Regions from separate parts of the Anser cygnoides genome. Here region 1 is linked to region 2. The links are chromatin contacts, called in public Hi-C maps. All regions are on one chromosome and are shown on one strand. Each heading gives the region's core, a stretch centred on a gene start, on an enhancer-like site or on the middle of the called end of the contact. The rest is flanking DNA. Distances are from core to core; before and after follow the strand shown.

What was found. Hi-C and Micro-C count contacts between places; a contact is called where the count stands out from the background.
Region 1: a Hi-C map of liver shows a contact between it and region 2, with 13 times the contacts expected there. The contact joins the promoter of SMAD7 here to the enhancer-like site in region 2. A contact is called at or near these places in 2 of 7 Hi-C or Micro-C datasets (both in liver).

The regions. Positions count from the first base shown.
Region 1 is chrZ:59,448,310-59,454,518 of Taihu_goose_T2T_genome, forward strand. SMAD7 (SMAD family member 7) reads right to left here and starts at 1,717. Exons shown (of 4, transcript XM_066988836.1): 1 at 1,391-1,717; 2 at 1-1,193. The coding sequence starts at 425.
Region 2 is chrZ:59,406,075-59,412,656 of Taihu_goose_T2T_genome, forward strand. No RefSeq gene overlaps it. Among named protein-coding and RNA genes, the nearest start is that of SMAD7, 41 kb to the right of the region's middle. Within about 2 kb of position 4,252, at least 1 of the 3 cell types and tissues checked has open chromatin away from gene starts, as enhancers often do. A contact at or near this core is called in liver, where this site is marked.

The DNA of each region.
Region 1 (6,209 bases), core at 467-2,966, 40 kb after region 2:
CCGTACGACTCGCAGCAGCACAACCTCTTGACTTCGGAGCAGTGCCGGAGGTCGGGCCAGCGGAACACCTTGCAGAGCAGCACGGGCAGCGGGTACCAGTGCTGGCCCAGCCGCGAGTCGCCCTTGGCGGGCAGCAGCAGGCAGGGGGTGCGCGCCCCTCCGCGGGACTCCACGGCGTGCAGCAGCCCCTCCAGCTGCCGCTCCTTCAGCCGCTTCAGCACGGCGTGGGTCAGCGCCTTCAATTCCGCCTCCGCGGCCGCCCGGCCGCCCCTGCCCGCTTTGCCGGGGCAGCACCCGCGCCCCCCGCCGCCGGCATGCGCCCGGCCCTCGGCCGCCCCGCCGGGCTCGCCCGCCTCCTCCTCGCCGCCGGGGGCACGGCTCCGCCAGAGCCGCCGGACGAGCAGCGAGCGTTTGGTCCTGAACATGCGGGACGAGAGGAGGGGCCCCCGGCTACAAAACGGGCATGTCGGCCGCCGCGCATGAAGGGGCCGGCAGCCGGGTCGCGGCGGGGGGAAAGCGGCGGCGGCGGGGCCGAGGAGGGCTGTGGCATGCGCCAGGCTCCGCGCTGGCTTCCTCCGCCGCCCGCCGCGAAGGGTGCGAGGAAAAGGGGGCAATAAGCGGAGGAAGAGCGAGGGAACCAGGGGAGGGGGGAGCCGCCTCTCTGTCTCGCTTCGCCCCCCGGAGAAAAAAGGAAAGAGGGCGAAAATGCCGCCTAGAGCGCGGCGCCGCGGCGCATCGCGCGGGGGGAGGCGGGCTGGGCTGGCCGGCGCCGCGCAGCCCTGCGCGGCTGCGGAGCGCGCCTGGAGCCGCGGGGGATCCTCGGCCTCCCCGGGGCCGCGGCTCCCATCAAGCCGCCAGTTTGGGAAGGGAGGGGGGCGGCGGGGATGCGACGCGGGGCAGAACGAAGGAATTAAAAAGAAAACAGCGAGCCCAAACGGTGGAGATCAAAAAAAAAAGAAAAAAAAAAAGGAAAAATAAAAATTAACAACAACAACAAAAAAAAACAACCACCGACCCTAAGATTCGGCCGTCGGAATCGATTTAAGCATCTGTCACAAAAGAGAAGAATAAGCGCATCCAGAGTGTTGTATCCCTTTTGAAAGCCCAGGTCGTCCTGATGCGGGGTTTGGGGTTTTCCTCCTTCTTCCCAAAGGCTTTAATCCACACGCACACACAGAGTCTTGATCCGGCTGCTACGAAAAGAAAGAAAGAAGAAGAAAAAAAAAAAAAAAAAGTGGGGCTGTGTCCCTCCTTCCCCAGCAGCGTGCTGCCGGCGGCGAGAGCCGGGCGGCGCTGCCCGCCCCCCGCTCCGCTCCGCTCCCCTCCGCGCTGCTCCGCGGGCACCGGGGGGGCCGCTGCCACCCGCCGCCTCCCCCGGCGCCGTGCTTACATGGGGACCCTCTCCGTGCTGCCGGCGCGTCTGGCTCTTTCTTTTTATTATTATTATTATTATTCTTTTTTTTTTTCCTCCTCTCTCCTCCTTCCTTCCTTCCTTCCCCTCCTCCTTCTCCTCCTCCTCCTGCTTCTTTTTTTTTTTTTTTTTTTTGTTTCTTTTTTTTCCTCCTTTTTTTCCTCTTCCCTCCGCTGGCTGCAAAGAGGCGCCCTCCCCGCACCAGCGCCTCCGTCTTCCCTTGCTGCGGGGGAGCCCCGGCGGCGCGGAGCCGGGCGCGGCGGAGCGGAGCCGGGAGCGGCGGTGCCTGCGCGCTCGGCCGCGCCCGCCCCCCCGGTGCCCCCCCCTCCGGCGCCTTCGCAGTGCGCAGCGGCACGGCCCCGGCCCGGCCCGGCCCGGCCCCGGCCCCATCACGTGGGCGTCTAGACACCGTGTCGCTCCGGGAGAGGAAAAAAAAAAAAAAATTATATATTTATATATATATATATATATTTATCTCCGACCGCCTTGCGCAAGCGGCGGCTCGGGTTGCCGAAAGGTTGTGGCTGTGTCGCGCCCCCCCCCGCCGCTTCTGTGCCTCTAGGATGATGCAGCCCCCCTCCCTGCATAGGGAAATTGGGGGTCCCCGAGGGGTCGCCCTGCAGCAGCCCCCCGTCGGCACACAGCCTGGGGGAGCCCCTGAAGGCTGGGTGTGCTCCAGACACTGTAAACGTTGGAGCATGAAAAGCAAGCCATAAAAAAATATATATATATATATATATTTACATCTATGATCCTGGGCATCGGAAGGGGGCACAGCACGAAAAGCAATAATGCTAATAATACTTTGCACTTTTACAGCACCTGTCGCCAGAGGAAGGGAAAGTATTCCGTAGTGGGTGAGTATGTTCCAGTTCCCACAAAATGAGGGGCAGGAATTAATAGCACGTAGCACGCTGATTATTCCTGCCGCCGGGATGGCTTGCAGGACTCATTTCTGGCAGCCAGGGGTACTCCACAGAGCCCCCGTCCTAATTCTGCCTGCAGGAACCTGCCCAGGATGGGGAAACTGAGACACCAAGAGGCTGCGAGGCTCGCACCACCCTGCCCTGCTGGAAGGGAGCTGGGGAGCCCGGCCGGGCCTCGCAGTGCCCCACACCACGAGCCCCCAGCCCCACGCACGAGGAGCTCCCTTTTCGTGTAATAAGCGCTGGTGGATGAGTTGCTTCAGGTCGCGCAGTAAGTCAGTTACCGCACTGGAAGTAGGAGCCGAGACTCTTAAATCATGGCTGCTGTAAGCAAATCCAATTCTAAAACAATTGCGCCCAACCAAACAAGACAACAGACATCAAGCGCAGGGGACGCAGAAGCTCCGCACGCCGTGCAGGCAGGGTATTCCCAGGGCTGCCGCTGCTGGATGCCTGCCTTTGGCGCACGCAGGAGCACGGGGATAATTGTAGAGCCCGGTCCTGCCCCAGAAGGCCAGTGAGACTCCGAGGGGGCCTGCAACTGCTCGTGGCATTTGCGGAATCTGGATCTGAACTAGTTAGAAAGGGTCTGGATTTGGGGGCAGCCTTACTAAATGGTAACAAAATTATACCTACCCAGGCCTAAAATCTACTCACTTTTATGATAAATAATAATAAAATCTTGTGGAGGGGAAGGACATCATTTGCTGGCCTCTAAAACAAAAATTGGGGAAGGTTTTTTATTAAAGCAGAGGCCGAGGAAGCGGATGGACTCCTAACTCCACCTCCCAGTACTTAATGGGCAAAGTAAATCCCGTCACTTTTTAAATGGTCGTTTCAAAGTCCCGAGAAATGGAAATCAGACAGCAGTTTGACATCTCGTTCATCAGTTGTTTTTCCCAAGAGCACTGCAGTCCCCTTTTCACTGCGATGCCTATGGTAAAGTGCTGTGATAGAGGACAACTGGTTCCTGTCCATTCCTGTGTCCGCCGGTGGAACACACACTGGACGTGCCCGTTAATAGGTGCATTACACTTTTTAATTTTTTAAAACTTTCCAAGCTGTTATGAATGAGATGGATTTCTTCAGGGTGTTTTTCCCTCCGCATTTCCGCTTGCCTTGCTGACGACTTGATGACTGTGATTACTTTATAGTCATGAGCAGAGTGACAAAGAGCACACCGTGACGCACGCAGCGAAGGGACAGGGGACAGAAACGGGGTCCAGGAGTCATCTGGGGGCCCCGCCAGAGGTTCCCTGTGTGACCTGGGGCACATCCCTCTCCCGTCAGCGGGGACCTGGGCTTCCACACCTTGGGTCCGTGCAGTGGGCCAGCAGCACTCGTCTGTGCAAAGTACCTTGAGCTCTGCAGGTGAAAATTACTGTGCAAGTGATAAATATTAAATAACTGGTAAAAAGTGTTTTCTAATTGACCCTGCAGGCCCCTTTAAACAGGCCGGGTGTATGTGTCTGTATGGAAAATATAGAAATAGGCATATTGAAGCTGATGAAAATGAGCAGGTTAGCTGGGCTGGGAGCCCCTGTGAGAAGTGGGTGAACCCACACCTGTGTGTCTGTCGGTGCTCACTGGCAGGTGAGGGAATAAAACCCGCATCCCTCATCCAAAACGCATCCGTGCATGATCCCGCCCAGCCCACGCTCCCCGTTTCGAGACCCCATTCCTCTGTAGGCTTCTGGGGACCCTTCCCGAGCCCGGCTGCCTTTGAAGAGCTAGGGGTGCACGATAAACCCGAGTCGATTTGCATTGCAATTCAGCCTTTGACAGACAGTTGGAGCCAAGGCACTGTTAACCTAATTGTTTTGCTAACAGCACCGGGGTGTGAGACGCACCAAAGGCACTCACACAAAGGGATAAAAACAGGGAAAAAAACCCTCTTCCTGACATCATTACCGGGCACAAACAAACAGAGCTGATCCCTCTTCATACACTTTCTAGGCTAGGGTCAATAACACGCACACTTTGCTCTTTTGGGGGTGTCTCTCTGCTACCAGGAGCGCAAAGCGCTCTCAGGCCGCAGAAGAGAAGAAGCCAGGCTGGAGGCAGGGCAGAGGCAGAGTAGGGAGACTCCTGGCACCTTCCCATCCTTTTGTGCACATTAGGAATACCTAAGCTGCTGTCCCTGCTTCTATTTTTATGCCCTCTTTTCAGAGCAGAGCTCTCAAGCAACGGTCGAAGTCTGGGTTACGATGCCATTTTGGCTGTACCGGACGTCTCCTTCCGCTCCAGCAGCTCACATTGACGCAGCAAATTCATCTCCAAGACCTCAGGTCTGAAAAGAAAACCCTTCTCCAAGAAACTTCGGTGTCTGATGAGCGGGAGGTCACAGGAGGCACGTCCCTCACCGCTCCGCTCTCCCCGCTGGGCATCGCCTGGGCATCCCCATGGCACTGCTCTCAGCTGCTCTGGGGCTGGAGAGGTCCCACCGCTGCTGGGTGGGTAAGTGAGAAAAGCAGAGAAGGACCAGCGAGCTGGGTGTTCGCCCCTGCTGGTGAGGCATGGGGAAAAGCACTCGTGTCCCCAGCCCTGGGAATCCGTCCCCCCAAATCAAGGAGCTACGAGGCACAGGCTCTGGCTCTGGGGACTCATCCAGCCCCGGGGATACCTCCATCCATCAAAGCGCTCACACACACCTGACTTGAAGCGTGTGCTTGGGTAGATGGACTTTTTTAGCTTTTGAGCTTGTTCACACACCTTCTGTACTGCTTCGGTTTTTTATCTAGAGGGGGCGAAGCACAAGGCAGTCTCTTTGCCTGGACTCTGTTATGCCAACGTCAAGGAAATAATCTCAGTTTGGTCACTCTCTAATTCTAGCCTAACACCGGAAGAATTTGGTCTTTTGAACATACAAACCTTCATTCTGGTTTAACGATCTCCGCCAAAGAGGAACACAAACGGGGCAGAGAGCAGAGCGGATCCTGTGCGATGTCTGCCCAGGGAAGCAGCGGGGAAACAAAGAACAAACGTGGCCGGTGTCGGAGTAAGTGCTGCCGCCAAATGGGCTTTGCAGCCCAGAGCTGTGGTGCTGGCATCTCCACGCCAAGAGTTTTCATGCCGTGTATTTTAATTTTTTACATGAAAAGAAAATTCAGGAGCCACGTATTTCATGGGGCAGAGCTGCGGTGACAGCAGACATGGCACATGGCAGTGCCTGGGAGCCATGGGCGAGAGGGAGGAGACCGGGAATGCTGGTGGCAGAGGAGGGACTGGGGCAGAGGCAGGTGGAACATGTGGCTGTGCAGGTCAAGGGAATCTGCAGATCCCTCGTGCAACACACGATGCTGTGGTGGAAGGGAGCGATTTCTTCCCCTGGCGGGGAAGAGGTAAATGCCTTGAGGATTGGAGTGTACTCTGTGGAGTGCTTCCTGGATCTTGCCAAATATTGATATAAAATACACAATCTTAATGCACCATCTTTGGTGTAACTCTGACTTTCTTGGTGTTGTACCTATCCTTATGTGTTTCAAATTTCCAAATGAGTGATTACATGTTTTCAGACTTGTTTTGGGGAGTAAGCACTCAAAAAGGGATTTTTCGGTATGGAAACAGAAAGCAACGCAGGTTTACCAGAACATTTGAAAGATAAGCACATGTAGACAACATAGCTGCATCCCACTTTTAGGACTTTGTTTCAGTGGTGTAAATCAAAATCCTCTTTATTTCAATTAAGTACATTTGCCAAGTACACCAACTGCCATGTTTTACATGTAATTGCCTCTAATATTTGGCAGGCGCTGGACCCAGCAGTGGTGTGTACATAAAGAGCTGTGGCCGACATGGGTCAGAGGAAAGATTCCTTCACCTGAAACCTCTGGAGTCCAGAGTAGTGTTGGAGACAGCTGCTTTCTGTTTTC
Region 2 (6,582 bases), core at 3,002-5,501:
CGGCCACGCCGGCCTTGTCTTAAAGCCTGCAGAAAATAGGGTTTTGTTGAGGGCTTTGGGGCCGGCGCAGGCACCACGTCTGCACGTGTGGCTCCCCATGCGCGTGGTGCCGGGGCGTCCCGACGCACCCACCTGCGTGGGTGTGCAACCTCGCCTGGGGCGCAGGCACTCAGAGCCTTGCAAAAGGCACCCTGATCGGTGGGGGGGAGGCAGTTTGGGGCGGCTTTCTGATGGATTTCGGCAATTTGGGCACAAGGAGTGTTTTTGCCGTATATGAAGGACCGTGCTCTAAAGGTGCAACGAAAAGAAGAAGGGTGCAACAGTAACACACACCGCAAAGCCGCATGGCCCCTGCACAACAATAACACACACCACCAGGCTGCATGGCCCCTGCACAACAATAACACACACCACCAGGCTGCATGGCCTCTTCCTTTTGGACCCTACACAGTTGATCACCAGTTACAAAGCCTTGTGTGGCTACCTAAAGGTGACTATTGAGCCAGGCTTCGTGTCTATCCCAGCACACAGGACTTTTCTGAATTAATGCCTAGAGCTTAACTTCTGAAAAAAAAAAATAATAATAATAATTAAAAAAAAATAATATCCCATCCCAAGGATGTGATTTAATGATTTAAACGTTTTTGGAGATGGTTGTCCTCGCAGCCGAGCGTGAGTGAGCACGGAGGCAGGGTCTCGGCGGGTTGCGTGCTGAGCTGGTGCCTCGCAGAGCGCTGGGTGAGCGCCGGCTCGCTCCTTAGCACCGCTTACAGCCATGCCACAGCGCTCATGGGGAAAAAATGCACAGTCCCTCTCAAGAGAAATGCCGAGATTTCCAAATTCCGTTCTGTCCTAAATCGTCCGAGTTTTTCACCAAACAAAGCGCCGCGTTTCAATGCATGTTGTGTTGCTGTAGCAATAACATTTAAACAAAGTGTTTTCGCTTTATTAGCACAGACCTTTTCAATAACTTCCCATCAAGCGTTCCCGGGAAACGTTTCTGCTCCGTGAAAGGGGCACCGGGAGCACGGCCTGATCCCGACCAGCACTCCCTACCCCTGCCTGGATAACAGCCCCCGAATCCTCCCCCGCAGGAGGGGAGATCTCCTGCTGCCCGTCCATGCCCTGCACGTCCCGGCGGTTACCCAAAATTAGCGAGAAGTGCTCCCCGCCAGCTCAGACTGCACTTCTGAAATCGCTTTTTTGAGATTTGTAGATTTTGGGCTCAAAAAGGGAGCCTGCGAGAGCCCCATTTCGGGAAAGCAGAGGTTGGAGGAGGAGGGGGCGGGGGGCAGGGAGGATTAAAGGTGTGTCGGGAGATGGGTTACAAAAACCTGTCTGCTGGTAATTACACGTGTTGCGTTGTGAAAAACTGGTTTGAGGGCAAATGCTCTAAAATATTGCTCTGGGGAGAGAAAGGCAGCAAAGGTTGTGAAACACAGCTCGCGTATTGTTTTACAGCTAAGGTAACTTCTGTCCCCAGGGCTGTGTTTTACAGCGACTGCAAGAAATCAAACCCCAGCTCGCAGGCCTGGGCTGCAGTTCTTGTGGAGCACTAGCACGCGGCATGCTTGGTACCGTCGGAAAATCAGGTTTTGGGACGATTTCCTGAGATCAATGCAGTCTTATTTTTGGGGAGACAGGGAAAAGCATTTGGGAGAGTGGCTGCATAGCATGTGGAGGTTGCCTCATGGCTGCTGTTTCTGTAGTCACAGCACAGACACACTGCATGTCCTTTATCCAAATGTATGTTTATTCTGCATGTTCCTTATCCAAAACTGCCCTGCTGCTGCTCCTGTGAGCACCTTTACAAGCGGTGCTGCCGGGGCTTACGGGTCTCGCAGGGGCTAATCCTAAATAACCCTTAGGTTTGACTTTTCAGCCCCATTTACCCGTTTATTCCCCGTTTGCTCCCTGTCCTGTAACTTAAATCCGTATTTGCTCTGCCCCGTGTTTCCAAACAGCACGAGCCTGTCCCCTCCCAGCTCCATGCTGGCACCTTTGGCCACCACAGCTCCTGCTGTCCCTTTTGCCAGCCAAGGACATCTCGGGGACCACGAGCTGCCCTGTGCTAGTCTCTTTTCACCCATGCTCTTTTGGGGGGACAAGCAACCATCCCTGGTCCCCATATTTCCGATCTAGCACCCTGCACAAGAGCTTTCTCCCATTTTAATGCTTGCTGCTGGTGCAAACACCTTGCCTGGGGCGTGCTGGGTTTGCGTCCCCTCCTCTCCACCTATTTGTCCCCACGGTGCTGGACCAAATGGAGCAAAGAAAAAAAAAAATAAAAATAAAACCAGGGAGGCTGGGTGAGGGCACATCTGACCGAGGTGTCTCCTGGAGACCTGGCACAGCCCAGGGTGGCCCTGCTGGACACAGCAGGGGACAATCAGCCCCACACGAAGGAGATGCTCCCGTGGGTGGCCGGGATGCTCGCTGTCCCCTCTGGGCGCCCTGTCTGGTGGTGGGGTTTTGGGGACAGGGGGTGCTGGCGGAGGGGAGCCAGCCCCAGGACTCTCTGTCCCGCACGGCGCCGCGCCGGAGCCTGCTTTCTGGTGGGAACCGCCGGGACAGAATTAGAAGTAGGCTGAACTTTATCTACAACGTGAACTGAGTCTGAACCCGGCCCTGTTTTGCTTTGGTTTTTCCAAGGTCAAAGGAGTTCATGGGGAGAGAGGCAAGGGCGGAGGGCGGGGGGGGGGGGCACTGGATTTTTTTAACTTCTTTCTGTGAGTTTGCTGGCGTTGGCAGCCTCATCCGCAGGGAAATGCTGGAGGGTCATGGGAGAAGCTCTCCTCGCAGCGTTTCCATCCAGTGGCACTCGACCAGACCTCAGAGCCCCGGAGAGAGCAGCCCTGCAGCACCTCAGCCACGCATCTCCCTGGCCCCCTTCTCTCTTTCAACGCACGAAAGACAAGCAGCCCACCTCCCTGTGCCTTCAAATCCAAAAGCAAACCTAATACAATGAGCGCTGATGTGCCACATCCGTGAAGCCATCTCCAGGCCAGCCTGGGATGGTGATGTGGTGGCTCGAACACACATTTATTTCGCGTTGGACATCTGCTCTGCGGCTTCCCAGCCCTTCCCCATCCCGCCCCAAGCTCAGCCTGCATCTGGCCCAGCCCAGGGAGGACAAAGGGGAAAAGCGGAGAGGTTTTGGTGGTTTTTATGGTGGATAGCACACCGCGCAGTGCTCGAATACCTCGTGCTGCAGGTGGGGGTTTCCCTGCCAGCCCCGTCGGAGGGCTGGCCAGCGAGGCATTGCCCCCGGTGCAATGGGATTGCTCCCGGCACTTCCCACCCAGCCGGTCTTCTCTTCTGGGACCGGACGTGAGGCTTCACCGCCTGGCTGCTTCACCTCCTCGCTTACTCAAGAGTTGTTAGAAACCTTAGCAAAGCGCTCTAATTTTAACAAAGATGCCTCCAAGATCACTGACAAATTTAGGGAATGCACGGGGCAGACTCATTTCCTGGAACGGGAGCTACTGGAGAAAAAGTCCCTCTAGGCCGGCTCCTAACTATGACACATTTGATAGCCATTCAAGGACTACTGGGAAACGTGTAATTTGTCTCCGTGAGGCTTCAGACAGAGTTTCATCATCAAGTCTGACTGCTGCGTGAAACAAAAACTGCTAGCATCCACGAGCAGCCGTATAACCTCTTTCATTTCCATAGGATGTGTCATGAGGGTTATTTCTTTTTCCTGACCCGTTGCGGCGGCAGGACAGTATTTTATGCAGGGGATGCAGGGTGCCCTCATGCCCCCAGCGCCGTGTCTCTGCCCCACCTCTCCGGCCGCCCCGTGCCGTCCCGCGAGGGCTGGTGGCACAACCCCACGGCGCGCCCCAGGTGCCGGCCCCCGTTATCAATGAACTTTGGCTCCTCGAACCGTGGAAAACCCGCGGTGCCAGGGCGATAGGTGCCGGCGCCCCGCGGATCGGATTGCCCCGGGGGATTTGCTGGGAGTCCCATGACGCGGCTGGAAGGGAGCCCAGACGGCCGGGCACCGCCGCAGGGCGCTCGGCCGGGGTCCCCGGAGGACAGCCGGTGGCCTCCGTCCCCTGCTGCCACCCTCTGCGTGACAAACCCCAGCCCCACGTCAGCCCCGGGGCTCACCGGGGGAGCGATTCGCAACGCTGCGGTGTGGGACCGCTGGTGCGCGGGGCGAGGGTGGCTGGTGTCGGGTTTGCCCCCGCAGAGCCCACCCCGTGTGCCTCGACGCCCCGTGCCTGCATCGCCCACCCACGGGCGGCCACCTCGCCCTGCAGCCTCGGGGTGGCGTGGGACGGGTCCCTCGCTCCCTTTTCCAGCCCTGACCCACTTTCTCATGCTGCTCCCCCTCCCAGGAGCTGCAGCTTGCAGGCATTGCCCGGCGGGGTCATCCCAGGTCCTCGTGTCCCTCGCTGCTTTGTTTCGCCTGCGAGGTGCCGGGTGGGATCGCGGAGCTGCTTCCCGGGCGGCTTTGTGGGCAGGCTGGGAGCCCCCAGGGAGCCCCTGCTCCATTTTGAGCCGCCCAGCCCCGCTCCTGAGACATGCAATCCCACCCTGATTCCTCCTGGAAGCAGATAAGGTGGAGGAAGGAGATAAGACGGCGGCTGCCCCCCCGGCAGGGCCAGAAGCCCCCGTGCAGATGTGGAGGAGGGATTGTGGTGTGGGGTCGGCACAGCCACCTGCATCCCACAGGGAATTCCTGCCCACATCCCACTGCCTGCCTGCTCACCCAGATCCCCCCCTTTCCCCTCTGCCAGGGAAATCCTGGATTTATTTGCTTGTTTTTTGGTGGCTGAGGGGCCCCCGCACCCAGATCCTGCCTGCGCTGCGAGCAGAGCTGGGTGCAGAACAGGGTCCCAGAGCAGCGGCTGGTCTGGGAACGGGACTGCAGAGCTGCCAAAGGTTTGTGCCAAAGGTGATTTTATGGGGCAGTGGCAAGCAGCACGCCCTGGCCTTAGTGGTGGGCAGCGGATATGGCAGTGGGCTGGAAACAGCTGGGTTTGGGGTCACCGACGTAGGTGGAGCGGATGCCACCAAAAATGCTGGTGAAGATGTGGATAGCTGTACTTCAGTGCGTATCAAATGGCCCGAAGTAAAATCCACAGGGGAGGAAATGGAGCTCTGACGGAAAACCAGGCAGACATCTCCACTGCAGACGCACCTTTCAAGCAGGAAACAAACAAACAAACAAGTTTCAAAATCCCTTTTTGCCCTCAAAACGTTTTTATCAGGCATGCAGTGCGCGCACAGCGACTTGCTGCTCTGCCACAAAGATCCCAGGGCTCCCCGCGGTCCTGTGGCTGTTTGCCCTTAGCACAACCACCCCTACCTCTGCAAAGCCATACAGAGCGGGCGGATAGCTGGGCAACAGCTGCTACGTTCTGTAGCAGTAATTCTGCAATAATAATAGGAATTTAAGATGTATTGAATAACACTGACCCCCGTAAGTAATATGTAATAAATGACAGATAATGATTTAGTAATAAAGGTGGTGAACTAGTAATAGAGGAAGTCTGGAAGACAATTTGTAAAGTGCTCAGAAAATTAAAAGATATCCCAGAGTTTGAAGGACCTGGGGTTGTTTAGTCTAGAGAAGAAAAAAAACAGAGAGGGAACACAGTAAATCCTAAAATGTAGCCACCAAGAGAAAGGAAATAAACCCTTCATAATCACAAAGGAAGGACCAAGAAGTCAGAGGCTTCGGCTGCAGGAAGGAAGATGCAGCCTGGGTGACAGAGGGCAACTTGCCAGTGCAGGGGATAATTAAGGCTTGGAAAAATTGTCTGAAAAAAAATAGTTTCACATGAGATTTTCAAGAAGAGGTTGGAAAAATGCCTGTCACCAGGGGTTTTTTTAAAGACAGCTGAATTGCCCTTTGGTTTAGGGGTGGACTTGCTGATTTTTGGTGCTCTCTTCCAATCCCATTTTCTAGTATTGGTTCATTTTTCTTCCTTCATCGGGTTGAATTTTGATTTTGAGGACATTTTTCTTCCTTGTCTGCATGCCCATCATCCTGCAGGGCAGCGTTCTGCTCCGGCAGCAAGGCTAACAGATCTCCGAAGGACACAGATGCCGCACATGCAGCGGGCAAAAACACGAGATAGAGATTACTAACTAAAAAAAGACGGGGATTTTACAGACATTATTCCAGCTATTTGACGTCCGTGCAGAACAGATGGGAGCCGAGTTCCTCAAATGTCTGTCAAAGAGACGTGCGCAGGAACAACCCTGGGCACGGAGGGCAAAGAATTGTTTTTGTGAGCTGCTCTATGCCCACCGATAGCGCGGGCTCTGACATTCCTGCCACAGATAAAGACCAGTATAAGTGAGATAAATCCTGTCTAAATCCTTTTCATGTTCCTCAGGCTTGCGCTCCAAGGACAGACAGGATGATAGCGAGATGGTGAGGAAGAAGAAGCCTTGGTGTGCAGAGAGCTCTTCGCGTTTCGGAGCTCTTTACGGAGGAGGCGCGTGGCACGGAGAAACCCCACAAACAAAGCTGGGTCTGGAGAGCCTCAGCTTGGGAAGGTCTCAAAAATGAATGAGGTTTTAAGGAGGGGCTACGAGACGAGGGTGAGCAGGGAGCGGTTT